Linked DNA regions of Zea mays: region 2 is linked to region 1. The links are chromatin contacts, called in public Hi-C maps. All regions are on one chromosome and are shown on one strand. Each heading gives the region's core, a stretch centred on a gene start, on an enhancer-like site or on the middle of the called end of the contact. The rest is flanking DNA. Distances are from core to core; before and after follow the strand shown.

Region 1 (2,972 bases), core at 164-2,663:
CTAGGATAGAATAGCACGTGTGATCTCGTGTCCCCGATGACATGAAAGAAAATGACTGCAAGCGTGCAGACGACGAGGCGGACGGGACGAGGACAGTACGTCGACGACACCACGCTTGCTAACTTGGTACTAAAGGACAAGGGCGTGCGTGGTTCTTGTTCCTTTAAAATCTTAGATCTCTAAACAGAAGGCTAAATTCATCACGCTTGAAGTGCTAGAGTTCTTAAGTTTAAAGGAGCGAATTTTAACACACACATGCAACACGCATGTATTTATGCATGCATGCATCACGAGTAACAGCTTTGTGTGTGTGTGTGGTGGTACTGACACTGTCACACGCACGTACAGGAGGACCGTGAGCGCGTACTGCAGTGCGGTCCGGGAGCTGGGGTTCAGGCTGTACGTCGCCATCTCCGAGGGCCTGGGCCTGGACGGAGCGTACATCAAGGAGGCGCTGGGCGAGCAGGAGCAGCACATGGCGGTGAACTTCTACCCGAGGTGCCCGGCGCCGGAGCTCACGTACGGGCTGCCCGCGCACACGGACCCCAACGCGCTCACCATCCTGCTCATGGACCAGCAGGTGGCCGGCCTGCAGGTGCTCAAGGACGGCCGCTGGATCGCCGTGAACCCGCGGCCCGGCGCGCTCGTCGTCAACATCGGGGACCAGCTGCAGGTGACGTGCTCTTGTCTCGCTCTCCCATTATTCCCACCCTCTCACCTCCTCTCTGCCCCTGGCCTCCACTACTGCACTGCACCTGCACAGGCGCTGAGCAACGGCAGGTACAGGAGCGTGTGGCACCGCGCCGTCGTCAACGCCGACAGGCCGAGGATGTCGGTGGCGTCGTTCCTCTGCCCCTGCAACGACGCGCGCATCGGCCCCGCCGCCAGGCTCCTCACCGACGGCACGCCCGCCGTCTACAGGGACTACACCTACGCCGAGTACTACGCCAAGTTCTGGAGCAGGAACCTGGACCAGGAGCACTGCCTCGAGCTCTTCAGGACCCCGACCTCCTAGGAGTATTTTGGATGCTTCTCTTTCATTTTAGCTTTTCGGTACTAGTTTGTTTGTTACTAGAATGGAACTTGCCGACTGCATCAGAAACTGTCTGTCTGTACCCCTCATCAGCTCCCCCTCCAAATAATCTCTCTGCCCATGTGGGCTTGTTTCAATACTTTTTGTCAGTACAGCCCATATATTACTTTTTTTTTGTCACATACGGTGTGGAAACACAAAACAGGCCGATTCCTTCCATAAATGGGCCTGCTCCTGTCCAGCCCGCCCCCCGTGATGGGCCAAATTCGCGGTGGCTGCTGAGAACAGGAACAGGCCCCGCGCCGGCGCCGCCCGTCCAGTTTCCAAACTCGCGCATCCGGTCGGCTGGCGCGTCGTGTGGACCAGAAAGGGAGCGAAATCCTACTCGTCGCACGGGGTCCGCAAGCTTTTCGTCGCCTCGATTCGCTTCCGCCCCATCCTCCTTCCCGACGCCTCACATGGCAACGGCCGTGCCCGCCGCCTGCCTCCGCGCGCCGTGCTCCTCTCCAGCGGCCGTCGCACGCCGACTTGGGGCCGGTGGCCCGTCGCTGCGCAAGCGGCATTGCGCCGTCGCGCCCGTCGCTGCCGCCTGCGGCCCCGCGCCGCCGCGGCTGCTTGACAACGGTTGGTACCCCCGCCGCCGCTTCTCCTGAGCAGGATTGCGTCTCCCTCCCTCCCTCCCCTTTGCACCTCTATGGCGTCTCGCTTTACCGACGTTGCTGTGTGCCCTGCCTGACGCAGAGGAGGCGGTCTGCTCCGTACGGCGGCGTGTGCTGGTTGCCGGTGCCGCCGCGTTCCTCTCCCGGCCTAATCCGGCGGCATGTGAGTAATTTACCTCTTCGCTTTATGCAGCGTTGCTGGCGCTTTGATGTGCACTGGCCGCTCAGTGTCAGTGGGAGACGAGCTTGCAGTGTGAATGGTTTATTTGGTCAAAACTGCGCCTCTGAGTGCGCTTCTGATCTGGTATAGTCGCAGCAGAGGCTAAGAAAGGGTTCCTGCCCGTCGTCGACAAGAAGGCTGGCTACTCTTTCCTCTACCCGTTCGGATGGGAGGTGACAACTGACAAACACTTCTTGTATTACCGTGCTCGGTTGATTGAAGAGACTGGCTGCGCGATGTATTTTATCTTGACGTGTGTGAGGCTGACCACGTTATCCTATCCAGGAAGTGGCTGTGCAAGGGCAAGACAAGGTGTACAAAGATGTGATAGAGCCTCTCGAGAGTGTGAGCGTCAACTCTATTCCAACTAGCAAGGAGGATATCCGTGATCTTGGTCCTCCGGATAAGGTTTACTATTCTCTTTTCCATAAATAAACTTGGATAGTCCATAGGTATCTAGTGGAAAAAGGTCCAATTTTGATGTTTTAACTCCTGTTTGTCAGGTTGCCGAGGCTCTGATTAAAAAGGTTTTGGCACCATCAACACAGAAGACAAAGTTAATTGAGGCGAAAGAGGTGTGCCTTCCGTCCAATTTTCCATGCTTGGCCTAACTATTCCTGTTAATATTCATGGACACCAGTGCGTGTCAAATCTTTGAGGATCGGGGAATGATGATTTGTGACATAGCATGGTTCTTTAAATAAGTTCATTCACGCATGCCGATTGGTTTACGTGGACAGAATTATAAAAGACGGAATGAGCTTAGTTGGTGCTGATTGACGAATCTCTCTGAGTCCATTTTATTTAGGTTGAGCAGTAAGCTGAACAGCTACTCTCTGAAAATAGCAAATGTACTAATGAATGGTTTCCACCTACAACATGTATTGAAATTTGTTGCCTGGTTTCCAAGTTTCAGCTGGTATGCTGAGCTAATAAAAGATTACGTAGCCAGTTACCAACTTGAAAGTACAGGCGGCAATATGACAGATAAAACATATAGATACCACCATAAATTAGCTAGTAGTTCTCCCATTTGTATATTAGAATCAGTTTTTGTTAT
Region 2 (2,972 bases), core at 321-2,820, 190 kb before region 1:
CTTAGGTTTTTCATAAAGATCAGTAAACCTAGACTAAGAGTAAGAGGGCTCCCCCACAATTGAAAATTCTAGGTGCCATTTTGTAAGCATCCGAAGACAAAGAACAAATGCTATCATCATTTACAGCATAAAGCCTACCGGGCTACCTCAAACTTCTCCATGACTTTCTTAAGATGCATCTTAAACCAAATTATAACTTTTTCTATTGGGATTTAGCCTTCTGTGCATTTTTCCTGAACATGTCAGTTTTACAGAAATAAAGATGACTGCACAGATTAAATATGAAACAAATGAACACAAGAATATTCAAAGAAACCGCGCGTGTTTAGTTGAACAACTTAAATTATGTCCCATTTAACTAACAAAGCGCATCCTAATCGACTGGTATGAAGTTCTAGTTAACAAAATGAACAATTCATGTGAAGCATCTAGACAACTCATCCACAAATTTGTTTAGGCAGGACAAGCATACAAATTGATCCATACTGTAGCTAGGTGTTAGCAGTACACCCACCCACGATAAAAAAAAAAACACCTTTTTGTCATAGTGAGAAAGGAAATGAAAGCTCAATTCAGGCCATGGAAGTGGGGGAACTACATGGTAACTTTAACAAAAGGATAAAAAAATGCATCTGCTCTGGCACTTGCCAACAACAGCGTCATAGAACCAATACAATATGGTGAACACAATGTAGCTACCCTCAAAATTAATTTAACAGCATCAGGTTATGACACACAAAGTCCACTGAAGCTATGTGCTAATGCCCCAATCGTCCCGATCAATCTCCAAAACTCATGGCACACAAGGAATGAACTGAAAACAGCACGGCACATACTTGATGCAACTACATATACACAGGACTTGTTCACCATACAAGGGATCTGATAAAAACAGTGGGCAGCTGCAGGGGCAGGCACTGACCCGCCCCGATCCAGCACCGGTTGCTCTAAACATAGCTAGGGTTCAGGTCGCTTACCCCTTGCTTGCCGGGGATGGTGCACTGCCAGATCATCAGGTTCACCGTCCCGTCGGGCAGCGACTCCGGCTTCGCGACGAAACCCTGCGCACAACAGCAAAATAGAACAGATCAGACACCCCGGCCACCTGGCGACGCTGCGAGAGCAAAGAAGAATCAGGGGGGGAGGTGGGAATTGAGGGGCGCGTACGTGCGGGTGGTTCTTGCGCCAGGCCTTGCGCTCCTCGGCGAGGCGGCCGCGGGCGATTCCCCCAGACATGGCGGCGGCGGCGGCGGCGGCGGCGGCGGCGGCGACTCTTCCTCCTCTACTCGCCCCCGCTGGGGAGTTTGGGGACTGGTCTTTCTAGTTTCTACGCTGCTGCGCGAATTGTGTGCCGCTTCGCCCGTTCTAATTCCTTGCCTTTTTCGTGTTTCTTCCCCCGTATTTTCAGCGGCCTTCCCTGGCGAGTGGGCTCCAGTAGGGCGGTCGCTTGCGAGGCCTGCGTGTCAGGGAAGCGAAGCGGGTGGAGCTCGCGACGGGGGCAGGCGAGGCGTGAGTGTCCCTATCGTGCTATCACACTGCGGGGTGGGGCGCGGGTATCACGTTCCTTCCTTGCTTGGAGTGGACAGTGGAGAGGCTAAGGTTGGGCCCACCACGCAGAGACGGTTAGGGCGATCCCGTTTTTCTTTTTTTTCTTCTTTTTGCTGTTGCTCGTAGTCGGTCCGGTCGGAGCATCTGATTCCGGAGCCGGGGCCGGTGACGGTGTGCTCCAGCTGTGGCGAGCGGGGCCGGCGGGCGATGCGCCGCAAGAGTCCGTCCACGGTTACGCCATTTTTTACTGCTTTGGGATCTGCATGTGGCCCAACGGCCCAGGATGGACATGGACGTGGACCCATGGAACCGAATCGATAGCAGCCTCCTCTGCAGAATAACTCGTGGAGGAGAAGACGAACTTGGGCATGAATTGCTGCCGCTTGAGATTCTTCTTTTCTTCGCCCCTTGGGAGATTTCATGGCAAAAATGTCGTTTCTCTGCCCTCTTTGAGATTCTAGTGCGGCATATAAGCAGGGTTCACCATCTCATTTCGAATTCATCTTCCGCGAAAACGAAAAAAACACCTAAATTTTGCCGGATTTCGTAAATACTGAGTGGTTTATCTTTTACGCCTTTATTGCATTGTCTTTTGATATTTTACACTTGTGACGTCAACATATGTGTGAGAAATGGATTATAGCACACATATGCTATATGCATTCGGTTTTGCCCTTAAAACCAGGTATGACAACAATGTAATCAGATAATCTATCCTCTTGGTGCACCCAACCCTCCTTTTGTAGTACATGGAGGGGCAGTGGTTACAGGAAAAGTATTTGGCCCAATCATCAGAATGGATAGTAATTCGACCTAGTCAAGTCTATCCCAAATTATCAGGTAGTCTATCTCTATCTTTACATACATGTCACCACCCTTATGATCTGGTTTATGTCATATTTACACATATATCGATCTTATTCTCCTATCGTATCCATCCCCTTGAGAATTACTTGCTGGTGGAGAAACTCATTGACACGTGGGCTGAGTCCCTGGATATCATAGCCAAGCCCATGAGCCCCACTTGTTATGGTTTTCTTTGCTTGGATCGGTCTTAGATACCACTGGTGTGTGTGTATCTTTAACATTTTGAATTATATTTTTTGAGGTGGTCTAATGTATGGCAGTATCGTAGTTCTGTGTACAAGTGTGATATGTGCATGCTACAAACTGTTACTTTTAGTTATTCCCTCGAGTCTTCAAATAATTGATGTTTAAGGTTTTTTCACTTTGGATGATAGTATACACCTGATCTAGATGGTCCCACATATGAAAGGGAATCGTGAGATTTGATCCCACGAGCTAGCCATTTGAATGCTTGCGGCTAGCATTGGAATTGGAACCAACTAGGCAAACATCATTTTATATTTCGTATATGATCTGAGCCTATTTATTAGGGGTACTATAGAAAAGAACAACTTTAT

What was found. Hi-C and Micro-C count contacts between places; a contact is called where the count stands out from the background.
Region 2: a contact with region 1 is called in a Hi-C map of ear, with 3 times the contacts expected there. The contact joins the promoter of LOC100283731 here to the promoter of LOC100281199 in region 1. A contact is called at or near these places in 16 of 25 Hi-C or Micro-C datasets (bundle sheath, ear, leaf and 4 more) and 2 of 3 datasets of contacts at active chromatin or transcription factors (leaf and seedling).

Annotation. Positions count from the first base shown.
Region 1 is chr1:4,861,142-4,864,113 of Zm-B73-REFERENCE-NAM-5.0, reverse strand. It overlaps LOC100281199 (chloroplast oxygen-evolving complex/thylakoid lumenal 25.6kDa protein), which reads left to right and starts at 1,413. Exons shown (of 7, transcript NM_001154118.2): 1 at 1,413-1,657; 2 at 1,775-1,855; 3 at 2,003-2,085; 4 at 2,198-2,320; 5 at 2,416-2,487. The coding sequence starts at 1,492.
Region 2 is chr1:5,047,159-5,050,130 of Zm-B73-REFERENCE-NAM-5.0, reverse strand. It overlaps LOC100283731 (SUMO-conjugating enzyme SCE1), which reads right to left and starts at 1,570. Exons shown (of 5, transcript XM_008652142.3): 1 at 1,168-1,570; 2 at 978-1,061. The coding sequence starts at 1,236.